Regions from separate parts of the Sus scrofa genome. Here region 2 is linked to region 1. A link is a contact called in public HiChIP or PLAC-seq data. All regions are on one chromosome and are shown on one strand. Each heading gives the region's core, a stretch centred on a gene start, on an enhancer-like site or on the middle of the called end of the contact. The rest is flanking DNA. Distances are from core to core; before and after follow the strand shown. Region 1 holds the start of DDX50 (ATP-dependent RNA helicase DDX50). Region 2 holds the start of VPS26A (vacuolar protein sorting-associated protein 26A).

What was found. HiChIP or PLAC-seq counts read pairs in DNA pulled down with a chosen protein or histone mark.
Region 2: an H3K27ac HiChIP or PLAC-seq map of alveolar macrophages shows a contact between it and region 1. The contact joins the promoter of VPS26A here to the promoter of DDX50 in region 1. A contact is called at or near these places in 1 of 5 promoter capture datasets (liver), 3 of 47 Hi-C or Micro-C datasets (heart right ventricle, liver and skeletal muscle) and 1 of 2 datasets of contacts at active chromatin or transcription factors (alveolar macrophages).

Annotation. Positions count from the first base shown.
Region 1 is chr14:71,987,331-71,995,118 of Sscrofa11.1, reverse strand. It overlaps DDX50 (ATP-dependent RNA helicase DDX50), which reads right to left and starts at 5,982. Exons shown (of 16, transcript XM_005657388.3): 1 at 5,385-5,982; 2 at 1,112-1,165; 3 at 447-743. The coding sequence starts at 5,474.
Region 2 is chr14:72,208,410-72,215,817 of Sscrofa11.1, reverse strand. VPS26A (vacuolar protein sorting-associated protein 26A) reads right to left here and starts at 5,332. Exons shown (of 9, transcript XM_001925999.7): 1 at 5,200-5,332. The coding sequence starts at 5,202.

The sequences.
Region 1 (7,788 bases), core at 4,733-7,232:
TATTGTTACAGAAATAAAAAAAGCAGAAGGCAAAATATACAAAGTCAAGAGTACCCTGCTTCAGAAAGTCATATTTTGACTCATGAGCACTGGTAAGGACCATAAGAAATGCATAAGAAATAACCATAAGAAATGCATGCAAGTAGGTGACCATCAATAAGCAATTTGGAAGAACTATTTAGAGATCCAAATGGACAGGAAAGGCTTAAAACTGACCTCCCTCCCCAACACCACCACCACCACAGCCCCCAAAAGAAGGCAATATACTAGAAGAAATAAGAGGCAAAGGAAAAAAGCCTCAGATTTCAGCTGTATACTCTCCAGTTCAACTAAAAGTACTGGACAATAAGCAGGAAATACTATAGAATCAATTCTAATTAGTCAAAAAATCAAATTAGCCTATACTTCAAGGGTAATGTCAAACGCAAAACCAAAAGTATACATACCTCTTCTGGTTTATTATCACTTGATTTATGAGTAGAACTATCTAAGGATGACACTCGCTTTGATTTTTTCCCATATTCCTCAATATCTCCATTTGACAGATCTTTTCTTCTTGACTTACGAGATTTAGAAAATTCATCTGCAAGTCTATTACATCCTTCTTCAGTGTCTCCATTTAGCTTCTCTTTTACTTTAGCTTTTTTAGGCTTGGGAGCATCTAGGTCATCTGCAACCCCATTTTCTCTTGTTTCTGATTTCTCCTCTGAGTCATAATGGTGCCTTGACTTCCTTCTATCACTCTGTGGAAAAACAAAGTAGTGACAAGAGGATCAAAAAGTCTGCATTTAAGACTCTAGAGAAGTTAGAGTACAATGCCCCGAACCAGCAAAGCTCAATCTACCATAATCTTGAAAAGTTACCTGGTAGAAACCCAGACTGGGTGCTAATGCCAAGCCTAAGCTTTACCTGTTGCTTTCTTTCTCATCCCAAATTTTGCACTCTTAAGACTTGGCTACTAGTCCCTCTCCCATCCCATAACAACATTTAAGGGAAACTGAAATAGTTCCTCTTCAGTAAAAGAATGAGAACTCAAGATTTATAAATTAAAAAAACAAACAAAAACTTCTAATATTTCCAAGAAAAAAATTAATATTTATTGAGTACCTACCCAGCATTGTGTAATGAGTTTTCGGCTTATCTTGTTTAAATCTTCATAACAACCCTATAAGGGAAGTACAGGTCCATAATCCCTTATCCGAAATTCCGATATCCATAAAGCTCTGAAAACCGAAAGTTTTTTTTGTAACTTATTTGGAGACAAAACCTTACCTGAATTCGGAGACAAAAACCTTACCTGACCTTGGCACAACACTGTGAATCAATTGTACTTCAATAAAAAATTCTGGAGTTCTCGTCATGGCTCAGTGGAAATGAATCTGATTAGCATCCATGAGGACACAGGTTCAATCCCTGGCCTCACTCAGTGGGTTAAGGATCCGGCGTTACCATGAGCTGTGGTGTAGGTTGCAGACGCAGCTCGGATCTGGTGTTGTTGTGCCTGCGGCGTAGGCCGGCATCTACAGCTCCAATTCAACCGCTAGCCTGAATCTCCATATGCCACGGGTGCAGCCCTAAAAAAATAAAAGAAAAAAATTTCTTAAAAAACTAAAAAAACAAAACAAAACAAAACCCTTACTGACCTAAACTCATTTCATGGCAAAATCTGACTTGAACTAATGTGAGACAATTTATAATCTTTATTTATTCCACTTAGTCTGAATAGTCATAAATTTTATATTAAGGTGTCTGATTATAGGTTGGGGGCCCCAAACCCTACTGGGTTGTTACCCTTTTAAAAATCCCCAGAATTTTCAATTCCAAAACACATCTAGCCCCAAGGATTTTGGATAAAGAATAGCAAACCTATATTATCTTTGCCATTTTACAGAAGAGGAAACAAGTTTTTAGAGATAAGCAACTTGCCAAAGACCCACATGTGGGATTTCCTGCAAGTAAAACTGCTCAAAATCATGCCCTGTCTGATTTAAAACCCATGCTCTTTTCCTATCATGCTTCTTCTCTGAACTCTGGTAAATAGATTAAAGAAAAAAACCAGTATGTAGTTCATACAAAACCCAATTGTTATACTATCATAGAAGGAAAACTATATTAGTAAACCTGGAATTTTTTTTAAAGTTTTTAAAATTTAATCAATAGAACTTGGGGGGGGGTGCTTTCTGCAACTTTAGCTTTAAAATGCCAAACTAGTGGCCAGTGTTTTAATATTTGCAGACAGTAAGAAATGATTAGGAAATTCAGCACTTCAAACGTGTCAAATGTTCAAAATAAATTAGATAGGGAGTTACCACTGTGGCGCAGCAGAAACGAATTCAACGAGGAAACATGAGGTTGAGGGTTCAATCCCTGGCCTTGCCAAGTCGGTTAAGGATCTGGTGTTGCCATGAGCTGTGGTGTAGGTTGCAGACAGCGGCTTGGATCTGGCATTGCTGTGGCTGTGGGGTAGGCCGGCAGCTGGAGCTGTGACTGGACTCTTAGCCTAGGAACCTCCATATGCTGTGGGTGCAGCCCTAAAAAAAGCAAAAGATAGAGAGATAAATAAATAAATAAATAAATTAGGTAGTAGTGACTAGTCTTGATAAAAACTGCCATTACCAAAATTTTCACTATGAATTACACATGTTTTTTTTTTTTTTTTGGCCTCGCAGCATACAAAAGTTTCCAGGCCAGGGATCGCACCTGCGCCACAGCAGTGACAATGCCGGATTCTTAACCAGCTGAGCCACCAGGGAAATTCTGATTTATACAATTTTTAAAGAGTACTTTCATATACAATTTTCTCATCCATAAAATGAGTTGTTATAAAAATTGAATATATGAAAATGCTTTGTAAACATCAGAACACTACATTAATATGTCATACAGTTGCATGTTATACCATTTGATCTATAGTTAAGTGAGCTAGCCCGTATCTCCCCAAACCAATAGGTTCTATACAAAAACAAGACTATTTATAGAACCAGCCGTGGGCTTTGAATTACTTCTGGGCCTTGCACTTCACAGAGGTTCTGCAAAGTAAAATGAGACCTTTAGGTCCAAGCCCAGAAATATCCCAAGGTGATGAAATACAGTTTCACATCAGATTCACAGTGCTTGACAGACTCCATTTTCTTGGCTTCTGAGACACACAGTTTCCTCCTTATTCTCTTACCTCTATCTTCTTCAATGGTTCCTCTCTCTTCTTTAGTAGATGTCCTTAAGTCTCTGTTCTCTATGTATACTTTCATACCATTTTCATGGCTTCAACACACACTTCCAGGCTTCCTTCCTCATTTGCACTCCAGTTCTGGGAACCTAAGACCCAGTTCCATATCTCAAGATATCCAAACCCAAAATCACCTTCATCTCAATGCCAGATCAGTATTTGACTGCTCTATTCTATCAGTTGGTACTCCAAACTGTTTCCATTTTTTTTTTTTTTTTTTTTTTTTTTGCCTTTTCTAGGGCCACTCCTGCAGCATATGGAGTTTCCAGGCTAGGGGTCTAAACCAAGTTGTAGCCACCGGCCTACACCAGAGCCACAGCAACGCGGGATCAGAGCCACGCCTGCGACCTACACCACAGCTCACGGCAGATGGTTAACCCACTGAGCAAGGCCAGGGATCGAACCCGCAACCTCATGGTTCCTAGTCGGATTCGTTAACCACTGCGCCACGATAGGAACTCCTGTTTCCAAATCTTTAGTTATCTCTCATAATTAAAGGAAAATCAACAAGTACTTCTGGAGAAATTACAATGTGAAAACCACCAATTTACAAGATTATAGTGAAATGCAAGCATAGACAAAGATACTGTCTTTTCCCTCAAGAATCTTTGGGAAATATTTGGGAAAGATACACACAAGAAGACTGAACTAACTTTACAAGAAAGTACATAAGAGTTCCCATTGTGGCTCAGTGGTAATGAACCTAATATCCATGAGGATGTGGGTTTGATCCCTGGCCTTAGTGGGTTAAGGATCCGGTGTTGCTGTGGCTGTGGGGTAGGCCTGCAGCTACAGCTCCAATTCAACACCTAGCCAGAGAACTTCCATATGCCACAGGTGCAGCCCTAAAAAGACAAAAATAAAATAAAAATTTAAAAAACCTCACAAGGAAGTACATAAAGGCTAATTGTATGAGAAAGATAGCACTGGAAAAAGAATCCAAGGGGGAATGAGATTACTGTGTGTACAGTGGCGTGGTTTTAATAGGCATAAACTAAACCTTGATAGAGGGATAGGATTTGGATGCTAAAAGAAGACCAAGTATTTTAGAAGCAAAATTAAAATAACTGCTTGGTGATTTCACTTACATGACTTATCTAGAGCAGTCAGATTCAGAGACAGAAAGAATGGTAGATGCCAGGAGAGGGGGCAATGAGGAGCTGGTGTTTAACACACCCAGAGTTTGGGAGGATGAAGAAAATTCTGGAGATGAATGAAGATAATGGCTACAGAACAGTGTGAATGTGTTTAATGCTACAAAACTGTATATTTTAAAATGGTAAATTTTATGGTGTGTGTATTTTACCACAATAGAAAATACTAACTCCTTGGCTAGAATGGCAAGTTTACCTTGGTAATAAGGTCAGAAGAGTAGGTTCTCTGCTCTCTGGAACTATACAGCCATTCTTTTGTCAAATGTCAGCTTTCGAATTGCTTCTTTACCTTCTAAAGCTGTTTCCTTTTCTCTAGATTTCTTTCTTTCTTTTGAGGGGTGGAGCGGGAAGTCTCTACAACTCTTCTAACAGGCTCCTTGAGGGCAGGGACCACCGAGATGCCCAGCAAAGAGTCTAGCATAAATTAGGCTCAATAAATATTTGTGAATTGAATGAAAATACTATCAGAAAAGGCTATTAATAATACAACCCACACGATCTCCATCACAGCCAAATCCTGGCAACGTTGGCTGTGACACTTTTCTTCACTACTCCACTGACCCGTTATCAAGGTTTGTAAACCTAAGATCGCTTTCCCCAAGATTCTCGCATACAGGACAGGATGACGGAGAAGGAACACTTATTCAAAGCAATCATTTTTTCTTAATCATCTTCTAGACGGCCAACGAGAACCAAATGACAGGCCTCGCTGCTTAAGGAAGGAGAGGAAAGAAATAACAGATTCCACGATGAGAACTTGAGTCTGCCCATCTCGTAGGCGCCGATGAGAACGACTGGAGGACCACGGGAGGCCGGGCCGAAGCCCTTCTCCAGGTTAGGGGTGTGGCGGTGGGAATGGTCCCGGAGCGACCTCAGAGGTACGAGGGCAGCGCGAAGAGAGGCCCTCGGATGCTCCGACCGGGTTGTGACAGGCCATCGGGGAGACTCCCCTCCCCGCCCAAGCCGGCGCAGCCCAAAAGGAGGCGCGGCCCATCTCAGCGCACCTTTTGCCTCTCCTTCCTTTGGCTCTCGGTCTCCTCCAAGGGTGCTTCCAGCTCCATAATGTCCCCCCAGAGAAGTTTCCCAGGCATCATTCGCCGCAGTCGCCTCCTCCTGGGCACGGTGGCCACAACCACCTACAGGCAGCGACAGCGTGAAAGGAAGAGGGGGCAGGGCGGCCGACCGGCCAGAGCCTTGCGTCACTTCCGGGACACGCACCGACCGGCGGGGGAAAATAATCCCGGATACTCTCGTTTTAAACGCTTCCCTTGCGACACAGTCTCCCAGCCAGTGAAAGCGAGCCTTCTCGATTGGTCCACCCTTGTTCTGAAGTGATTGGCTTCTAGAGTAAAACCCTGACCAATCTCTATAAAAGATGCGCAAACTGTTTAGTATAAAAAGTTCAGGTTTTCCCCCCTTCCCCTCCCCCACTCCTAATAGCTCTTCTCGGCTAAGTGGAGATGCTTCCGGGCTTCCCAGCATGCAATGCTGGGGCCGGAGAGCCCCTCGAGTGCAGCAGAGAGGGGCTCACGCCTTCCGCGGGTTGGCGGGAGAACCGATGAGGCGCGCCACGCTCGGCCTTGCCTCCCGCCGCCGGAAGCTGCAGGCATCAGCCCCACCCATTGCGGGGTGAGGCGTTAACGTCTAACGGCTTCGCGCGAGACTAGCGTCCCGGCGTTGGTGGGAAGGGGCGTCTTGGGGTCTGGAGTGGGCTAGGTGCGCTTGGGGTGAAGGCTAGGCCGTGTCAACCTTCTCTCAAGTCTTAAGTTTTAGTAAGGAAGTTGGCCCTTGCTTACTGTAGATCCTTTCCACCCTCCCCATTTGCCATTAGAGGAAACTAATCCCCTAAGAGGGATTTACTTGTCTGTAGTCTCAGAGTTGGTGGCACAGTCGAGTAGGAAATCAGTCTTTTCTCTGCCACACCAGCCTGCAAGCTTTAAGGTTCCCAAAGCTGCTCCCATGAACATAGAATAATAAGTAGAAAAAAAACCTAAAGAAATTTAGAGAAAACAAGCCTGAATGTCACTGACAAATTGTTTATTTGCAGCGAATAAAAGGATTTTACTTACGGGGATAACTGCTCCTAAATTACAACTTTGAACAAAACTAGAAACCTTTTGATACTACAAGGGGCAAACTCCTTAGCATATACCTTTTTTTTTTAACATCATTGGTGCTGGATGGTTGGCTCCCTTTTCTGAGCTGTTTCTTTTTATCTCTTCATGATCTCTTCAACCAAGCTACTCTTTGAGTGAAAAGCAAGAAGTCAAATTGAGACGTAGGTGCAGGGGTATTTCACAAACCCCTTGACAGTATCCAGCACACCAGCCTTGTAACCTGAACATCAAATTTACCTCTTAGCAAAATTTCAGATTGCTACATGTCATGGAGTTTGGGAATTAGTCCTGAATAGCTGAAAGCACAAAGGTTAAGCTTGTAATTGCTACAGGCCTGCATAATTATGGATTGGCCTGAAGTCAAAGGTGATATGTCTATCTAAATGTTACCTTATGGATTCAGTACTATCAACAAATTGAGTATCAGTCAATGATAGTGAAAAATGCATCTCTCTCCCTAGATTATGAGACTAGCTAGGCATCTCTAGATCTGTGCTTTTTTAAAACATTTTTGTCCCACTCTCTCACACCCACTACCAATTCTATCACTGTGAAGTCTTTGTAGCCCTGCAACAGGCTGTGATGTACATAGAAAACACAGGAGTAGATGTGGCTAAGAATGTCACATGTATAAAATTGGGATAATAATAGAAATAAATGTTAGTATGTTGTTGAAAAGCACAGATGAAGTATATTTTAGCCTCTCAAGACTATTTTTAGCATTCGTTTTTATGTCAGAGGTCATACAGCATATCTGAAAAATGGACAAGACTGTACAAAACCCTACCTTCCTAAGCACCAAATTCATTGACTCAAAACTCTGGTTGCTGTCTATGTTAGGCAGGGCAATTGTATGTAAATTAAACTGAGTCATAAGTAACTTGACGAAACTGTAGCTTAGCTAAAATAGGGGTACCGCTAAATACATGTTCTCAATGGGTATAAACTTGAAAACTTTGGAATGGAGATGAGGAAATGAATAACTGTTTTTTTCACATTTGGTCCCTCTTTAAGTCTCAAGAGATTGATACTGATGATGAAATATACTGGGAGGAACATGAAGGTGTACCATAAATTATTAAAACGTACAAGTAACTAAAAATCTGCTCTTATTAGAAAAATCTTTGTTTTCTAAATATCTTGCCAGAATCACTGATACAATTTCTTTCTCAGTTTGTTAGGGTGCCTCATCTTTTGCTCTGTTGCAACGTCCTATAAAGATTTCCCTTGCCTCTGGTTTTAGATCATTAAACTCTATGACCTTAAAATATAGAAACAAGATGTCTATAAA
Region 2 (7,408 bases), core at 4,083-6,582, 220 kb before region 1:
TTCGTTACTGTGCCACAACGGGAACTCCTGGGCTCTGTTTTAAGTCTTTCAATGGGCTGGTCAAAGTATAAATTAGAGTAACTACTTTAGAAAATAGCTGGTATTATCCGGTAAAGCTGAAGATATATATATCCCACGACCCAGCAATTACACCCCTAGGTATCCACCCTGAACAGAAATTTACACAAGTTCCTGTCATGGTGCAGAGGAAACGAATCCAACTAGGATCCATGAGGTTGTGGGTTCAATCCCTGGCCTTGCTCAGTGGGTTTAAGGATCCGGTGTTGCCGTGAGTTGTGGTGTAGGTCACAGACGGAGCTCAGACCTGATGTTGCTGTGGCTGAGGTGCAGACCGGCAGCTGTAGCTCCAACTGGACCCCTAGCCTGGGAACCTCCATAGGCCACAGGAAGGAAAAAAAAAAGTGGAAGGAAGGAAGGAAGGAGAAATTTACACACATAAACCAAGAGACAAATACAATGTTCATAATACTATTATTCCTAACTGCCCCAATTACAAAATTATCCAAATATTTATCAACAAGAGGATACATAAATTTTAGTCTATATTCATACAGTAGACAACGGAATGACTTATAACTACAGAAAACAAAGATGAATTTCACATTATTCCATTTATTAAAAAATCAAAAATACATAATGTACTTTACCGGAGTATTAGAAATCAGGAAGTGATTGGAAGAAAGCTCTGGGATGATAGTAATGGTCTGTTTGGTTTTTCTTTTTCTTTTTCTTTTTTTTTTTTCTTTTGTCTTTCTGCCTTTTCTAGGGCTGCACCAGCAGCATATGGAGGTTCCCAAGCTAGGGGTCTAATCAGAGCTGTAGCCACCAGCCTACGCCACAGCCACAGCAATGCAGGATCCGAGCCGCGTCTGCTCATGGCAACACTGGATCCTTAACCCACTGGGCGAGGCCAGGGATTGAACCCACAACCTCATGGTTTCTAGTCAGATTCGTTAACCACTGAGCCACGACAGGAACTCCGGTCTGTTTGGTTTTATCCAAGAGCTTGATACTCTAGTATATTCACTTAGTGAAAATTCATCAAGCTGTACGCTTACCTGTGCGGTTTTCTACAGCTAACATTTACTTTAATGAAGTGTTATTTTAAACATACACTGTATTTCCTCATGTAGCCAATACACATCTGGCTCTATTCATCCCTCCAGCCAAACCAGCCTCAAATGATCCAAGTTCATCAGATTTGCCAGTCTTCTTCTCGTCCTAGACCAAGTACCCTTAACCTAACTGGTTCATCCTTTGAGTCTCAATTTGACTCGTCTCCACAAAGAGGCCTTCCCTAACTTCCTGATCAAAATTGAATTCTCCAAATTTAGGTTTCACATGCCATGTAGTTTTACTTTATCATTTATTATAATTTACTTATTTAGTACCTGACTCCCCAAGTGAACTGTGTCATGAGAACAAATATCTTATTTTTTGTTCAACACCGAAGACACAGTGGCCAGAGCAGTATGTGGCATTTAGTAGAAAGCATTCAAATACCCACTGAGTATTAATTCGAAGTAAAACACATTCTGTCCGGATAATAAAAAAAATAAATGGATACACAAAAGAAATGAGCTAAAACTGACATGTCTGGCAAAACTAGCCCTCCTCCAGGAAGTTATTTAGCATTGGTGCAATAACAAAGACTAGAGCAAGAAACTTGGGTTAAGGCTCAGTTCTGTCCTCAGGAGGCAGAGTAACAGCAAACAAGCTAATTAATGATACTCCTAAGACTATGTGAGTGACACGGTGATCCCATGATCAAAAGAGATAGTGTTTTCCTAAATTCTACGCTTCCTTGTTTTTATTAATTGTAATTTCAAGAAATAAACTCAGAGTTGCCAATTGGTACTTTTGCCATCTCCAAAGACACAAATAGCAAATTTTCCTTTTGACAAGATGTTTTCATCTTTCCTGGCAATATTACAAACAAGATCAATTTTAATTCTGAACTAATTTAGAATGAAAGACATCAATGATAGCACACACGCACTGTCCCTTCCTAGTTAGCTTTCATACCCCAAACCTGGCACTCACAACTTGCTCAAAATGGTATACATTCTCCTAAGGGCTACAAATACCAGATTGTATAGCAGCTCAAAATCAGTTCCCTGATATTTACTAATCACCATGTGCAAAAGCACTGAGCCAGCAAAGCAGTGGAGGAGTGGGGGAGGGCTGCTGCAGTGAGGAACAATTCCGAAAGGGTAGAAGAGGACAGTCTCAAAATTTGAATTATAAAACAGAAGCAGGAAAATAATATTTACTTTTCTCATTCCCCCTTAATAACTCCCAGAGCTGGTTCTAGGAAAAATGAGATTTAAAAACTATAAAAATTGTTTTACAGATAAAAGGAAATACTATGGTAATTTTTCTCCATATACATATATTTAACACGTAGAGTTGAACTTGGGATTTGAAAGCCTATGTTAAAAGATCAAGTAATCAAAAATAATCAAAATTGCCACCAATTAAAATGGTTTAAAACAGACTTGAGTCGCTAAGACTTCACGATTAACACAACTATAATTAAACAATAAGTCTTATTTTGACACCATATGTAAAAGTTAAAAATTCCTAGACATTAAAAATATGTAAAAACTATGTGGTTATCCTCTATTATTTTTTTGTATGCATGAAGTATCTCCTAACTAAAAATTAAAAGTTGACTTATTTTTCAACACAATCTAAACATTAGGCAGAGATCAGAAGGTATTAAAAAAAAAAAAAAAGCCTAGTATAGCACATGCAGAACAAAAGGTTGAATGTAAACTGCAGCACTTTAACAAGGTTACGTTAATGACACCATGAGAGTTTAGTACTGGGTTAACATCCAGTTTTTATCATTAGGACACATCAAAAATGAATCAGCCCTACTAAAAGCCTCCAGAAACTTGTGGATGTCTTACAATTACCAAGAGAAAAAACTTTGTTTTCTTTCTAAAAGGAATTGAAAGATTCTCTACCCAAAGTCCTGTTTCTAAAGTTTTTATTTCAAGATGTGCATCTTCTGTCATTTCAAACAGAAAGTCACAAATTAAAATTGTTCTTAATTTATTCACAATCAAACTGTAATACTTCTCCTGATATAAAGAGAGAAAAAAACTACGAAACTGTCAGACTGGAAGGAAATAGAATAAAAGTGGCAAAGAAGGTTAGGAAGCATTAACATAGACTTTTGCTGAAACTATAGAAGGCAGTTTTGAGATCTTTTAGGAGAAAAACTACCAAGTTCTTCTGGAAAAGGTATCTTCAAGCGAGTATTCAGAATATAGGATTTTTCAGGAGCAATACTACACAATACTATGCAATATACACGTTAAAACTCTTAGGTGGCCTTTAACTAGAGGGCAATATATATGACTATTAAAATATTAGAGCAATTTTTAATAGTTTTCTAATTGTGTTCTAAACGTCCTATTACTGCTGTTGGGTTAATTTAAGATTTTTCATGTAATTCCTAAGCCCAATATTGAGCATTACCATCCAGCAAAACTACATGTGGGAATGTTAAAGCACAAAGTTTTTAGCCCTCACTGAAGAAATTTCACTACATCCAGTAGACATAAAGAAATGTAACTGAAGGTGAGACGCAAGAGAGGCTCTCAAAATTTATTCATTTAGCCCATACACAAGCAATGAAACAGCAAATTTTCATACATATATTACAGCTGTGCCAATTTCAGTGTTATAAAGCTTTACAAATTTGATCATTTGACGAGTAACTTGACAATAAAAATTGCTCTTGAACATAATTTAAAAGTTTATTAAAAGTAATAATTTTAAATGTAAACAAAAAATAGCCTTTTAAGTTTTCTTTGCAAATTATATTCAATTAAAGAAGCCTTCTCTAACTCCCTGACTAGGCACAGCCCTACCGTACTCCTTTTTAACACATGTTAAACAAATGATTACACAAATAAATGTTTATCTCCCTCTGGACTGCAAGCTACAAGAGAGCAAGGGCTGTTTCAATCTTGCTCAGCGGCCCCGGGAGAACCTCAGTAATTATTTGTTCAATGAAAGAAAAAACGGCTGCAAGTTTAAGAAAGAACATGCCTGTCCTCACTTTCTTTTTTTAATTAAAACAACTCGATTTCTGACTCAAAGTTATTTATTCAAAGTAACTTAAAAAATTAATAAATCAATAGAAACAACAACAACAACAAAAGACAAAAAAAATTAATAAATCTAGCTTGGTCTTTAAGTCAAAAGTCTCAAGCAGTTTACTGAACCGGATGAGCTTTGGGAAAGCAGGTACTATTAGGGAGAGCACACAGTAGGCGCGCAACATATACTCGCCAAGTGAAACGATTTAACGAACACTACCGTAAAACGAGCCAAATGAGATCCAATCTGGAGGCGATCGCCAACACACACAATTAAACGCCATCGTGCCCATGCTTGCGCTTCCCACTAACTGCAGTGAGAGTACTCTGATTTCCCTCCCTCCTTTGCTCCCCAGGCCATTTCAACATCCCAAAGCGGTAAGTTTCCAGAAATGGCTTGAAGGAAAGGAGAGCCAAAGCTCAAAGCAGCGAGCACGAAACTAGAGTCTTTGGGATTAAAAGCGTCCTTCCCTTCAATATCCTTTTCTTTTTCTCTCCCGTTCTACAAGTGTCAACATCGAGGCTGAAGTGGGGTCAGGAAATCGCCTCATATCACCATACGCAAGTTAAAAAAAAAAAAAATCACGGAGTTTATCAAGCTCATGACACATTGGACCAGAGCGACCAAGTCCCCCCCGACTGTGGAACCGAGGGGCTCTTGGATCACTCCATCTGAAAGGAAGCGGGGCTGCCCAGGAGAAGCAGAGGGACTGGCTACCTTGGAAGGGGAGGCGGCAGAGGGCCCCCGCAGAGGCGGGGTGCGAGTACCCAGCCAAGGCCCCCACAGCCGGTCAAGGAACGCGGGCACAGGCTCCGACATGGCCAAGAGAACGCGGCGCCACCCGCAGGTGCTCGGGCCTCGCCGAGACCGGGAAGAAGCGGCGCAGCCCGCTCTTCCCCGACCTGCGGCGGCCAGACAGGCCTAACCCGGTTCCCCGCCCTGCCCGCCTGCCCCTTCCTGCTCCCCGCAGCCCTCCCGCGATACTGGGCCAGCCGTTGGCCGGCCCGCCGCGCGCTCTGGGGCGAGGGCTGGAGGCGAGCGCGCTATACGCCGCGCACTCACCATTGTCAGCGCCGCTGCCGCCGCGTCCCCCCACTTCACTCTTCTTTTCTCAGGAGAACTCCCAGCCCGGGTTCCCTCCGCCCCGGCGCCCCGTCACGTGATCTCGGGCCGCGGCTGCACGTGACCCCCCCTCTCTGCCTCCCCTCCCCCAGCACAGGCCGCCTCCCGCCTCTCGCCCCGCCCTACTGGCCGGCCTGGCCCTCCGAGGCGGGGCGGTTTGGAGGCGCGGCCTCGTGCTCCACCCCACGGCGGAGGGGCGGAGTCATTGAGACAGCGTCAAGTGGGAGGGTCCAGGGCGGACATCGGCTTCCCTGGGGCTCAGCGCTTTGTTGTTCCTCCAGGGTTTGCTTCCCATACTACCGTCTTCTCTGAGGAAGTTTGAGCAGCTGGGAAAGAAGGAAGGATCAAGAAAAGGTTGGTGCGGGAGACACTCTCTGCGGGTGGGTTACTGGGCCGCGGAGTTGAATGGGAGTTGTTTCCCCGAGGTTCTGCTAGGTTAGGCTTCGAAAAGAGATGTGCTCTTTCAATCCGGGGATGAGGCATTCTTCCACTTTCTCGAACTCTACCTAGCTTCCTTCCTTTCCCTCAAAGAGCTTCTGGGTTTTGAGAACTAGGCTTTATCACCTCTGAAGAGACAAAAAAAATAGAAGTTACTACATCCATTGTTTCACGGATAACTCATGAACTATCCACGCCGAGGTGTGGAGGGCTCACAGATCATTTGTACCACCCTGCCTTTCCGTGAGGAAAGCTGTTCTAAAAAGTCCAGTGTGGAGTTACCTGATGGCTCAGTGGGTTAAGCAACAGGCGTGGTCGCTGCTATGGCACGGGTTCGATCCCTGGCCCGGGAATTTTTGCATCACTCGCTATCAAAAAAAAAAAAAAAAAGTCGGATGTTACTGCTCAGAAATACTCAGGCTTTAACCGCATCTAGATCACTGTTGTGTAAGCCTAGACCTGCCCCTGAGTGGAATTCTGTAGCATTTCAGATTTAGTGTTGAAGTACCATAGTGCACTCTATACAGAACCAAAGCAGGAAAAAAAAAAAAATGACAGTCCGAAGGCAGATTATCTCATCATAACAAAACACTGTCAAGTTTATGAGGCAGGGCCATAAAGTAAGTCTCAAATTTAAGAGGTTTGGAATATGTCTTGGTGTATATCGGTAACCACAACAGAATTAAACTAGAAGTGACAAAAAGATAGCCAGAAAATCCACAAATACTTGGAAGCTAAGCTACAGAGTTCTGTAGTTCTATGTCAAAGAAGACATCTCAATAGGAATTTTAAAATAGTTTAAAAGATATTGAAAAGACAACAGAATTTATGGGATACATTGAAATATTGTTTAGAGGGCAATCTGTAGCTCTAAATGCATGCATTTGAAAAGAGGAAAGTTTTATTTATTTATTTATTTTGTCTTTTTGCCTTTTCTAAGGCTGCTCCCGAGGCATATGGAGATTCCCAGGCTAGGGGTCACATCGGAGCTGTAGCCACCGGCCTACGCCAGAGCCACAGCAAAACAGAATCCGAGTCACACCTGCGACCTACACCATAGCTCATGGCAATGCCAGATCCTTAACCCACTGAGCGAGGCCAGGGATCAAACTCACAACCTCATGGTTCCTAGATGGATTCTTTAAACACTGAGCCATGACGGCTACTCCAAGAGGAAAGCTTTAATATGTGTAATCTTTGTTCACTTCAGGAAAGTAAAAGGGTATTTAGCATGTGGAGGGAAACAGAGGATACATGGGAACTTTGTACTTGCTGCTCAGTTTTGCTGGGATAAAACTGCTCTAAAAAAATCTATTAAAAAAATTTAAAAGTCCTCTCATATATGGTAAAATGATCTTTGACAAAGGTGCAATGATGACTCAGTGGGGAAAGGACAGTATCTTCAAGAAATGGTCTGGGGAAAACTGGGTATCCACATGCAGAAGAATGAAGTTGTATCTTATATACAAAAACTAATTCAAAACAGATTAAAGACCTAAATGTATGACCTAAGACTGTAAAACTCCTAGAAGAAAACACAGAAGAAAAACTTCATGGCATTGGACTTGACAATGATTTCTTGGCTGTTACACCAAAAGCACAGGCAACAAAAGCAAAGATAGACAAATGAGACTGCATCAAACTTAAAAACTTTTATGCATCAAAGGACACAACAGAATGAAAAGACACCCTATGGAAAGGAGAAAATATT